3 separate regions of the Mus musculus genome follow, and all the other regions are linked to region 3. Evidence: chromatin contacts called from public ChIA-PET and HiChIP or PLAC-seq data. All regions are on one chromosome and are shown on one strand. The core of a region is the stretch at or near the end of the contact, and the rest is flanking DNA. Distances in the headings are between cores, read along the strand shown. Region 1 overlaps Tmem104 (transmembrane protein 104). Region 2 holds the start of Jpt1 (Jupiter microtubule associated homolog 1). Region 3 holds the start of Hid1 (HID1 domain containing).

Region 1 (2,737 bases), core at 31-2,530, 140 kb before region 3:
GCTTCCCTCCGCTCTACCCTCCCCTGCATCGGGACAGACACTGGCTGTGTTAGGGAGATGGCGCAGTGGGTATAAACCACTCTCTGTACGAGCCTGATAGCCTCACTTGGGCCCCCCCCCCAACCCACGTAAAAGCTGGGCACAGTAGCACAGAGGTCTGGCATCTCAGTTCTTATGGGAAATTGGGAGCAAAAGACAGGATCTCCAGAAACTCGGGGTCTATGCAGCAGTAAACAAGCACTGGGCAGCAGATGAAGCCAGAGCTTCAGTATCTAACTTGCTGCCAACATTCACAGGGACAGGCGAGAGTACACGTTACATGTTACACGTTCTCAGCATCTGGGGGTGGCTTACAACCTCCTGTAACTCCAGCTCCAGGGGGATCTAATGCCTCCGCCCCACTGGCACCTACCTGCATGTACGTGTATGTACCCACATGCAGACAGACAGACAACTAAAACTTCAGGAATAAATATTAAAGAAACTAAGTAAGGGTAGGCAGTGGTGACACATGCCTTTAATCTCAGCACTTGGGAGGCAGAGGCAGGGGACAGGGGGCTAGATCTCTCTCAGTTCAAGGCCAGCCTGGTCTACAGAGTGAGTTCTGGGACAACAGAGCTACACAGAGAAACCCTATCTCAAAAAAAAGAGAGAGAGAGAAAGAAAAAAAGGAAGGGAGGAAGAGAGAGAGAGAGAAAGAAAGAAAGAAGGAAGGAAGGAAGGAAGGAAGGAAAGAAAGAAAGAAAGAAAGAAAGAAAGAAAGAAAGAAAGAAAGAAAGAAAGAAAGAAAGAAAGAAAGAAAGAGAGAGAAAAGAAAGAAGAAAGAAAAGACTCAAGGCCGGCACCAGGTATATAATATTTGAGTTCCTGTCTCAAAGCTGCTATTCCTCCATGGGAACTGCTATCCTGCCTCCTACAGGGCAGAAAAGCTCCAGGTCTACCCTGGGCCTCCTGGGGCCTCCTAGCATCTCCTGAGTGCTGCGGGGCAGGAGGCAGTGGTCCTGAGGGTCTGTGACCTCCATGGGCGCCTGAGCAGAGAGCAGCTAGAAAGGATCCCACACTTGTCTCTTGCTAGCGACACTTCGACACTTCGGCTGTCTTCACTGCCTTCACGGAGACCCTTGGACTCAAATGCCGGGAGTCTCTCAGGCACACTGCTGTGGGTGACAGAGCACAAGGCAGTCATTTTTCTCCATGAGAGACTCAGTCAGACCTTTGAACTTAGAAGACTGGGCCTCCCAGTGACAGAGCCGCCCAGGAAAAGGAAAATTGCTGTTAAGTAGCTAAACCACAGTGAGCGTGGTTAAGCTCCCAGCTGGGGCAGAGGAAGTGCCGCCAGGGTGGCTCTTCTCAGCGAGAGCGAGAAGCAAGAGCGGGCATTTTCCTTCACCTAACCCCAGGTCTTGCTCTGAGGAGAACCAGGCAACAGAATCCCCCAGAAGTCCCCAAAGCCACACCAAACAGCAGGGACCTCAGTCTACCAAACCAAGCCCAGGCCACAGTAAGGGAGTCTCTCCCCTGGGGTTTTTCTAGAACTCCCTTCAGGCAGTGATCTCAGAGGTCCTCGGGAGCCTCTGCCAAGATGTCTGTGAGAAGCAGCTGCGTTGGTGCGGCCCCACAAGGCCGGCCTCCCCTCCCTCCTTCCCACACTTGGCCATCACCCACTCCCTCTCTCCCCTCTCCCCAAATGAGGGCTGTTCCTTTTCAAGAGCTGAGCAGGGAGCTCTGGGAGGCAGTAAGCTGGCCCAGGTTCCAGAAGACAGGAGAAAGAATGGGCACCAAAGGGACCGGAAAATCGTGAATAACTGTGCTGAGCCGGAAGGTTTCTTGCGCTTAATTAGGAATTTGTTCTGCCATCTGTTGAGATGAAGCCGGGGTTGATCTTGGGCCCCCAGAGTTGTGCCCGGGAGCCTCAGGTAGATCTCTCTGAGGACTTTTCTTCTACCCTCCCCTCACTTCAATAGTGGCCTAGGTCTCCTTGAAGGCTTAGGTGGCCTTTACAAATAGCCAGTTGTCCAGGGAAATGTCAAGATATAGGTGACAAATACCACCGTGGATTCGTTGCTTATGCCATACTGGCTGATTTGAGGAGAGCTCTGATTTGTCTGTTTTTAACGTGTGTGGCTGTTTTGCCTGCGTGTGTATGTATGTGCACCATGTAAGGGCCTGGCTCCAGAGGGTATGAGAAAACCATCAGATCCTCTGGGACTGGAGTTACAGACAGTTGTTATCAGCCATGTGGATGCTGGGAAGCAAACCTGGCTCCTCAGTAGTAAGTGCCCTTAACAGCTGAGCCATTACTTCAGCCCTGAGGGCACTTAGGTAGTAAATGCCTCTGAGTTCACCAGGACAGGAAGACTCTACTGTCCAGTAAGGGAGGGCATCCTCCAGGCCAGCATACACCTCCCTGCCAGCCTCTGGTCTTCCAGTTGGCTCTCCTAGGTAGCCATCACAGACTGTCCCTAAGGTGGCCCACTGAGCACAGACCAGGCTTCTGTCCTCTGCCGCCTGCTTCTGTGCTGTGGCAAGGAAGAGTTTCCTTGAGAGACTGTGAAGGATACAGTGAGGCTGAGTAGAAGGTGCTCCTTAGAGCTATGCTTAGCACCTGCTCAGCACTGAGGCAGGGGCATCACCCTTATTGCCAGCTGTCCCAGAATGAACCTCCCTTGGGACTGGCTGTGAGGTCAGGGACGTTACCTCAGCCATGTTCAAAAACAAACTGCTGTGCCCAGGATCA
Region 2 (3,116 bases), core at 477-2,976, 150 kb after region 3:
ACCCAGATTACACATTGTCTTGCCAGGAACCAGTGTCAGACCAGGAAAAGTTGGCCTCATCACACAAAACAAAAACCCAGGGCTCAATCTGTCCCTGTGTCCTTTGTAACAAATTACCTCATTTGAAGGATGACAACAAGAGGGAGTGACCCAGTCTCCTAGGTCTAATCTCCAGTTCTGCCCCGCCCTGTAAGCGCTGACCCCTTCAGTTCCCTTCCATCACACCAATTCTTTTACTACTTCCTGAAACTGAAAGCAGTCTGTAGCTGCCCCAGCTTCCTCATAAGACTACTCAAGGAGGCTGCTTTTTGTCAGCAAGTTGTCAAGCCCCTGTGAGAGACACTGCTGTTCCACGCTGCCTTCTTAGCCCCACAAAATGGCTCCCTTTTGTGCCACTTGGTCGGGACCCCAAGGCTTGGTCACACTCAACTGTGGGTCATCATCAATGGAAAATACATGGCCAGAGAACATGGAACCAAGCCTTTGGGAAGATCAAAGAGATGCCTGAAAGCCAACTTAAGGGACTGTGTGCCACTAGCTGAGACGATGTAGATGGACTCCCTCCGCTGAACAAAATATCTTCACCAAGTTAAGTGAGGGGTAGGAAACGGGTCCCAGTCCAGTCACAGAGCTCCTCCCAAAATGCAGTGTACTGGGGACAAGCAAGATCCCAGCTTCCAGGAAGGGATACTACATACTACTGGAGAGACAATGGATGGCTCCCTAGCCCCGCCCAAGCACAGACAACCTCCTCCTCCAAGAGAAGCCTGCTCTGGGGTGAACTCATTCGGCCAAAGTCAATGGGAGAAGTAAAGAAGGCGACATGGAAGGGCAGAGGTCCGAGGACCTGAGCGCAGAAAACCCATTTGAGCAGGCTCACGGCCCCGCGCATTCGGAGGTGGGCGTGGGGAGGGGGAGGAGACCCGATCTCTCCTTTGTTAGGCGCAGGGAGGCACTTTGATAAGAGAGCTCCTGTCCAGGGCTGGAAGTGGAGGGAGGGGATGACCAGCCCCGCCCTACCAGAGGTGCACCTGCTGCGCAGACACGGACACCCCGGCGGGCCACCACGAGGAAAAGAGCCTGCAGACCAGCCGGATCAGTGCTCAGATTTGCTCGCAGCGCCCAAGGCCGGGGCCAGCACACGCCCGAGCCAGAAGCGGGAGCGCATGGCCCTCATGTGGGACAATGGGCCCAGGGCCCTGCAGGCTCCTTGGGCTCCTGGGAGACCAAGCCCACCATCCTGGACCCGACCAGTGTCGCCGCGGGTGGCTGAAAGAAGATCCTCCCGCACACTCTCACCGACTCCAACCTGCCGTACGGCAAAGGGCCGCCACCCACAGTCCCCCTCAGCTGTCGTTACCGGGGAGAAATGAATAGAAGGGACGACTGGGGCGGGGCCACAAGCCGAGGCAGTCCTGCCGCACAAAGCGGCGCCCACTCCTTACTCTGCCACCCTCCCCCGGGCGCGAGCGCGGTGCTCCCGGCCCGTTACCACCAACGCCCCGCGGTCCCCACAAGCCCTGGAGGGCTCGAGCCCTACCCTGTCGCCTTACCGGGAGCTGTTCCTGCTGTTAGGGTCCACACCCTTAAAGGTAGTGGTAGTGGTCATGGCGCCAAGGGGCGAGGTAGGCTGGCCCTGAAAACGCCAAGGGGGACTGGGACCAACAGGCGCAGACGACTCCAAAAGCTAAACCACCAGGGCTCCACGAGCTTCTACCGCCGCGGGGCTCGCCGGACTCCCATTTTATAGAGCCAATAGGGCCCACCCTCCACATGCCGCCATTGGGCAATTTAAAAAGATCTCTTCATTTCTATTGGTTAGCTACAGTGCTAATCATAGATCGGCGTCAGGACGGGCTGCGCGGGAGACGGCTCGGCCTAAGCCCCGCCCCCTTCCTGTACAGAGAAAGGCCGCTGTGGTCTCCCCTCCTCCACGCCCTCGACAATCTGGTGGTGCTCAAGTGTTCACGGTCACTTTAAAAAGTTACTTGAGGGGCTGTCGAGGTGGCTCATAAGGAAAAGCCCTTGCCACCCAGCATGACAACCCGTGTTCAATCTCCAGGACCCACAACGTGTAAGAGACCCAACTCTCTTTTTTTTTTTGTAGAACATGATTTTAATATTTTCAACTGTTAATACTCAACAAGCAGAATAATTATTTTAAGATATACTTCGTTATTATGTCTTCATTTCTGATTTTATTAATTTGGATACTGTCTCTGTCCCTTATAGTTAGTCTGGCCAGGGGTTTATCTATCTTGTTGATTTTCTCAAAGAACCAGTTCCTGGTTTTGTTGATTCTTTGTATAGTTCTTTTTGTTTCTACTTGGTTGATTTCAGCTCTGAGTTTGATTATTTCGGATACCCAACTCTTGAACCTCTGACCTCCACGCACCCACGCACTGAGACACACACACACACACACATACACACTACCTAGCTACCTAAATAGAAAGCTACCTCAGCAGGATGTGTCGGCACTTCCCTGCAATGCCTTAACTTGGGAGACTGAGGCAGGAGGATCACTTTGAGTTTCAAGCCAGTCTGGTCTAAACAGTGAGACCCTGTCAAAAAGAAATGAGGGGGAGGCAGAGAAGGAAAGCAGGAAAGAGAGAAGGGATGTCGTGTTAAGGCCATATGCTAGTACTGCAGAGGACCTAGGTTCAGTTGCCAGCACTCACAGGGCAGCTCCAAACTGTAGCTCCAGTTCCCTGACCTGGGCAGTTACATGCAGGCACACACATGTACACAACGTAAATCTTTTGCCAGGCGATGTAGCACATGCCTTTAATCCTTTAGTCCCAGCACCAACTCAGGAGTCAGAGGCAGGTGGATCTCCGAGTTCTAGGCTAGCCAGAGTTACACAGAGAAACCGTGTTGGAGAGGGAATTTTTTTTTTTTAAGGTCCGAGGTGGGGGTGCTGCACACCCCTAATCCCAGCACCCTGGAGGCAGAAGCAAGATTTCTTAGCCTCAAAAAGGGCGGGGGGCACACAGTGGTCTACACCTTTGAACCCAGCACTAAGGAGGCAGAAGAGTCTAGGACAGCCAAAGATGTTACACAGAGAACTCCCCCCCCACCCCACCCCCACCCCCCCACCCACCCACCCCACCCAC
Region 3 (2,789 bases), core at 80-2,579:
GGTGTGGGAGTAGTGGTCGGCTCTCTGAGGCTGTGACTGGCTGGTTGTGGGTAGGCAGCTCTCCTGATCCCACTCACACTGGCCAAGAACAATATAGAGCTCTGAGAACAGTCGGATGGGGGTGGGGTTCCAGATGGCAGTAGGTCCAGAGCCCTTTGACAGGCAGGGCCTTGGAGAGGCTGCTGGTATCTCCATAACCAGAGTAGCCTGGTTTCCAGAAATAAAGATTGAAGGGACGACAGGGAAGGAACCTTGCTGGGTCAAGAGGTGTGTGCTGAAGGTAGGAGGCAGCTTCTGTGACACTTGTAGACACGGGGGATGGGGGGGGGGAGTGTGGACTGGAGTTACCCATGGCTCCCTCTCCAACAGACCAATGATAATCTCCTCATCCCCGAAACCCCAATCCCTATTCCGGGTGCCAAAAAGCACAGCCAATCAGCTCCACCGGGCCTGGAGAAGCCCCTGGATCATCACTAGCTGGAAAGCTGGCTTCCCTAGGCCTGAGGACAGCTCCTCTTACCCAGCTGCCGCTGCCTGCCACTCTATGAGCTCCCAGGAAGACCTGGGCCTTCCCTACCCTCAGGCATCAGCCAGGGCCCAGAGAGGCCACCGCTGCCACCGCTGCCATCGCGCACCAGCTGTTTTCCCCAACCCAGGCAGGCGCCGGCCCGGCTTTGTTTGCATTGAGTCAGCCGGGGCTGTATGTCCGGGACCATGGGCACTGAGGGGCAGGGAGACCAGCGGGGCGATGGATGGGTAGGTGGGAGCGGGAAGAGGCTGGCTAAGCGAGGCTGCGGGCACCGGGGGGGCGGGACAGGGGGCGGATAACGTTGTCGCCGCCGGCTCCAGGAGTAGGCACACGTCAGCCTAAGGTGGCAGCAGCAGCAGTGCCCGGGAGAGTGTTCCCAGGGGAGAGTAGGCATAGGGTGGGCTCCCAGAGGCAGGGATGGAGCCCTAGTTACAAAGGAAAAGTCCCGTTCCGGTGCTTGTTTCAGCATCCCCCTCTGGATTAGCCGGTCACCCCACCCTCGGGTGAACCGTGTTCACCCAGCCCCCCCGGCCCTGCCCTGCCCCCAGGGCCGGCAGGTGGATGAAGAGGCTGGGCCCCCAGGCGCACCTGCGTCTTGGTGGTCAGCTGGATCACCGCCTTCCGGAAGTTCAGCTTGGAGTCTGCGGATCCCATGTCGATGGACCCCGCTCCAGCCCGACCCCGGATTCCGACTCTGCCGCGGGCTCCGGCTGTGACTCCAGCTCCAGCTCCGCAGCCCCGGCTGCTCTCTGGGGAGCGAAGCTGCGAACCCCGCCTGCCGCAGGCGTCGGCCCCGCCCCTGTGGCTCCGCCTTTAGATCCGCCCCCACGAGGCCCCGCCTCTGCACCTGCCGCTCAGGCCTCCAAGAAGAAGTCCGGAGTTCTCCGTGGAACCCAACTCCTGGTCCTTTCGTCTGCAACTGAGTGTTGTCCTCGATCCTCAGTCCGCAAGACTGAAACCCTCCTGGTATCTCATCTCCTGCCTCCACCTTCATTCTTCATTCCTGCTCAGACCCGCAGTTTCTCCTCCAATCCTCTCTACCTGATGTTCATGCTTTCCTACTATTGTTGCTATCTGAGCTTGCTTGCTTTTTCTCTTTTCTTTTCTTTTCTTTTCTTTTCTTTTCTTTTCTTTTCTTTTCTTTTCTTTTCTTTTCTTTTCTTTTCTTTTCTTTTCTTTCCTTTCCTTTCCTTTCCTTTCCTTTCCTTTTCTTTTCTTTTCCTTTCCTTTCCTTTCTTTTCTTTTCTTTTTCTCCTCTCCTCTCCTCTCCTCTCCTCCCCTCCCCTCCCCTCCTCTCCTCTCCTTTCTTTCTTCCTCCCTTCCTTTCTTTCTGTTTGCTTCTCTTTCTGACCTATCAAATCCACGTGTCTAGCCTTGAAGTTATTCTAACCCTTAAAAGGTTTAGCTCTTGCTTGTGTGGAAGGATGGGCTGACTCAGTGTCCCTGTTCCAGGAAGGCAGCTCAGCAGTGAAAAATCCCTTGGGTCTTGACGCTTATCTAGCTCCCTGGCTTCCCTGAGAACTCTTTGAAGTGTAGAGGACATGACATAAACATCACAGATCCTGGTTTCAGAAGAAAGGAGTTTACCCATGGTATAGCCTAGTACACTGTGTTTGTTTTGTGAGGAGTTTATCGTAGGCTTGCCTCGAACTCACTGTTACTGGTGATGAATTTTTTAATCCATCTCCCAAGTACCAAGGTCACAGGTTCCATGATCACCCTTGGTATTATGGGGTGCTGTAGATTGAACCAAGAGGTTCTTGGATGTTAGGCAAGCACTCTAATTATTAAATTAAGAGTAATAGCTGACAACCCAATAAAAATAGTTGATCCACATATGAGATCTCAGAACTCAGGAGGTGAAGGCAAGAGGGACTGTCATCCTTGGTGAATAGTGAGTTTGAGACCAGCATTGGCAAAATCCAAAATAATCTGGTATTTATCTAATATATATATATCTCATAGCAAGCCAGGACAGCAGGACAGCCAGGGCCATGTATGATGTATGTGTCCCACCCCTCACACAATCATGTTACTGTGTCTAGAAGTTTCTGAGAATCCTGGATAGTTCTAAACAACATGACTTTAATCTAAAGGGGGATCCCGGAGTTGTAAAATAAGGAGTATGCTCCATCAAGGCAGCTGGATCAGGTGTAGAGGTAGAGAGAGAGGGCATGGTCTCACTACCTCACAGAACAAGCCACAGCATTGGGTAGCTCTAGCTTTTCTCTAAAGGTATGTTGTCCCTACAAAATTCTGG

Evidence for each region. ChIA-PET counts read pairs in DNA pulled down with a chosen protein or histone mark. HiChIP or PLAC-seq counts read pairs in DNA pulled down with a chosen protein or histone mark.
Region 1: a contact with region 3 is called in an RNA polymerase II ChIA-PET map of effector CD8 T cells, with 15 read pairs. The contact joins the enhancer-like site here to the promoter of Hid1 in region 3. A contact is called at or near these places in 2 of 39 promoter capture datasets (the 3T3-L1 cell line and embryonic stem cells), 1 of 484 Hi-C or Micro-C datasets (embryonic stem cells), 1 of 115 datasets of contacts at active chromatin or transcription factors (effector CD8 T cells) and 3 of 9 other capture datasets (adipose tissue, liver and pancreatic islet).
Region 2: a contact with region 3 is called in an H3K4me3 HiChIP or PLAC-seq map of the SCID.adh cell line, with 22 read pairs. The contact joins the promoter of Jpt1 here to the promoter of Hid1 in region 3. A contact is called at or near these places in 8 of 39 promoter capture datasets (the 3T3-L1 cell line, the C10 cell line, the HPC-7 cell line and 5 more), 2 of 15 datasets of contacts at CTCF or cohesin (CD8 T cells and large pre-B cells), 1 of 484 Hi-C or Micro-C datasets (embryonic fibroblasts), 14 of 115 datasets of contacts at active chromatin or transcription factors (the 230-238 cell line, the SCID.adh cell line, Th17 cells and 6 more) and 4 of 9 other capture datasets (adipose tissue, embryonic stem cells, liver and 1 more).

The regions. Positions count from the first base shown.
Region 1 is chr11:115,230,436-115,233,172 of GRCm38.p6, forward strand. All of the region lies in intron 9 of Tmem104 (transmembrane protein 104), which reads left to right. Among named protein-coding and RNA genes, the nearest start is that of Grin2c, 35 kb to the right of the region's middle. Within about 2 kb of position 1,281, at least 112 of the 459 cell types and tissues checked have an H3K27ac peak or open chromatin away from gene starts, as enhancers often do. A contact at or near this core is called in effector CD8 T cells, where this site is marked.
Region 2 is chr11:115,512,667-115,515,782 of GRCm38.p6, forward strand. It overlaps Jpt1 (Jupiter microtubule associated homolog 1), which reads right to left and starts at 1,727. Exons shown (of 5, transcript NM_008258.2): 1 at 1,554-1,727. The coding sequence starts at 1,609.
Region 3 is chr11:115,366,427-115,369,215 of GRCm38.p6, forward strand. It overlaps Hid1 (HID1 domain containing), which reads right to left and starts at 1,330. Exons shown (of 19, transcript NM_001346774.1): 1 at 1,118-1,330. The coding sequence starts at 1,183.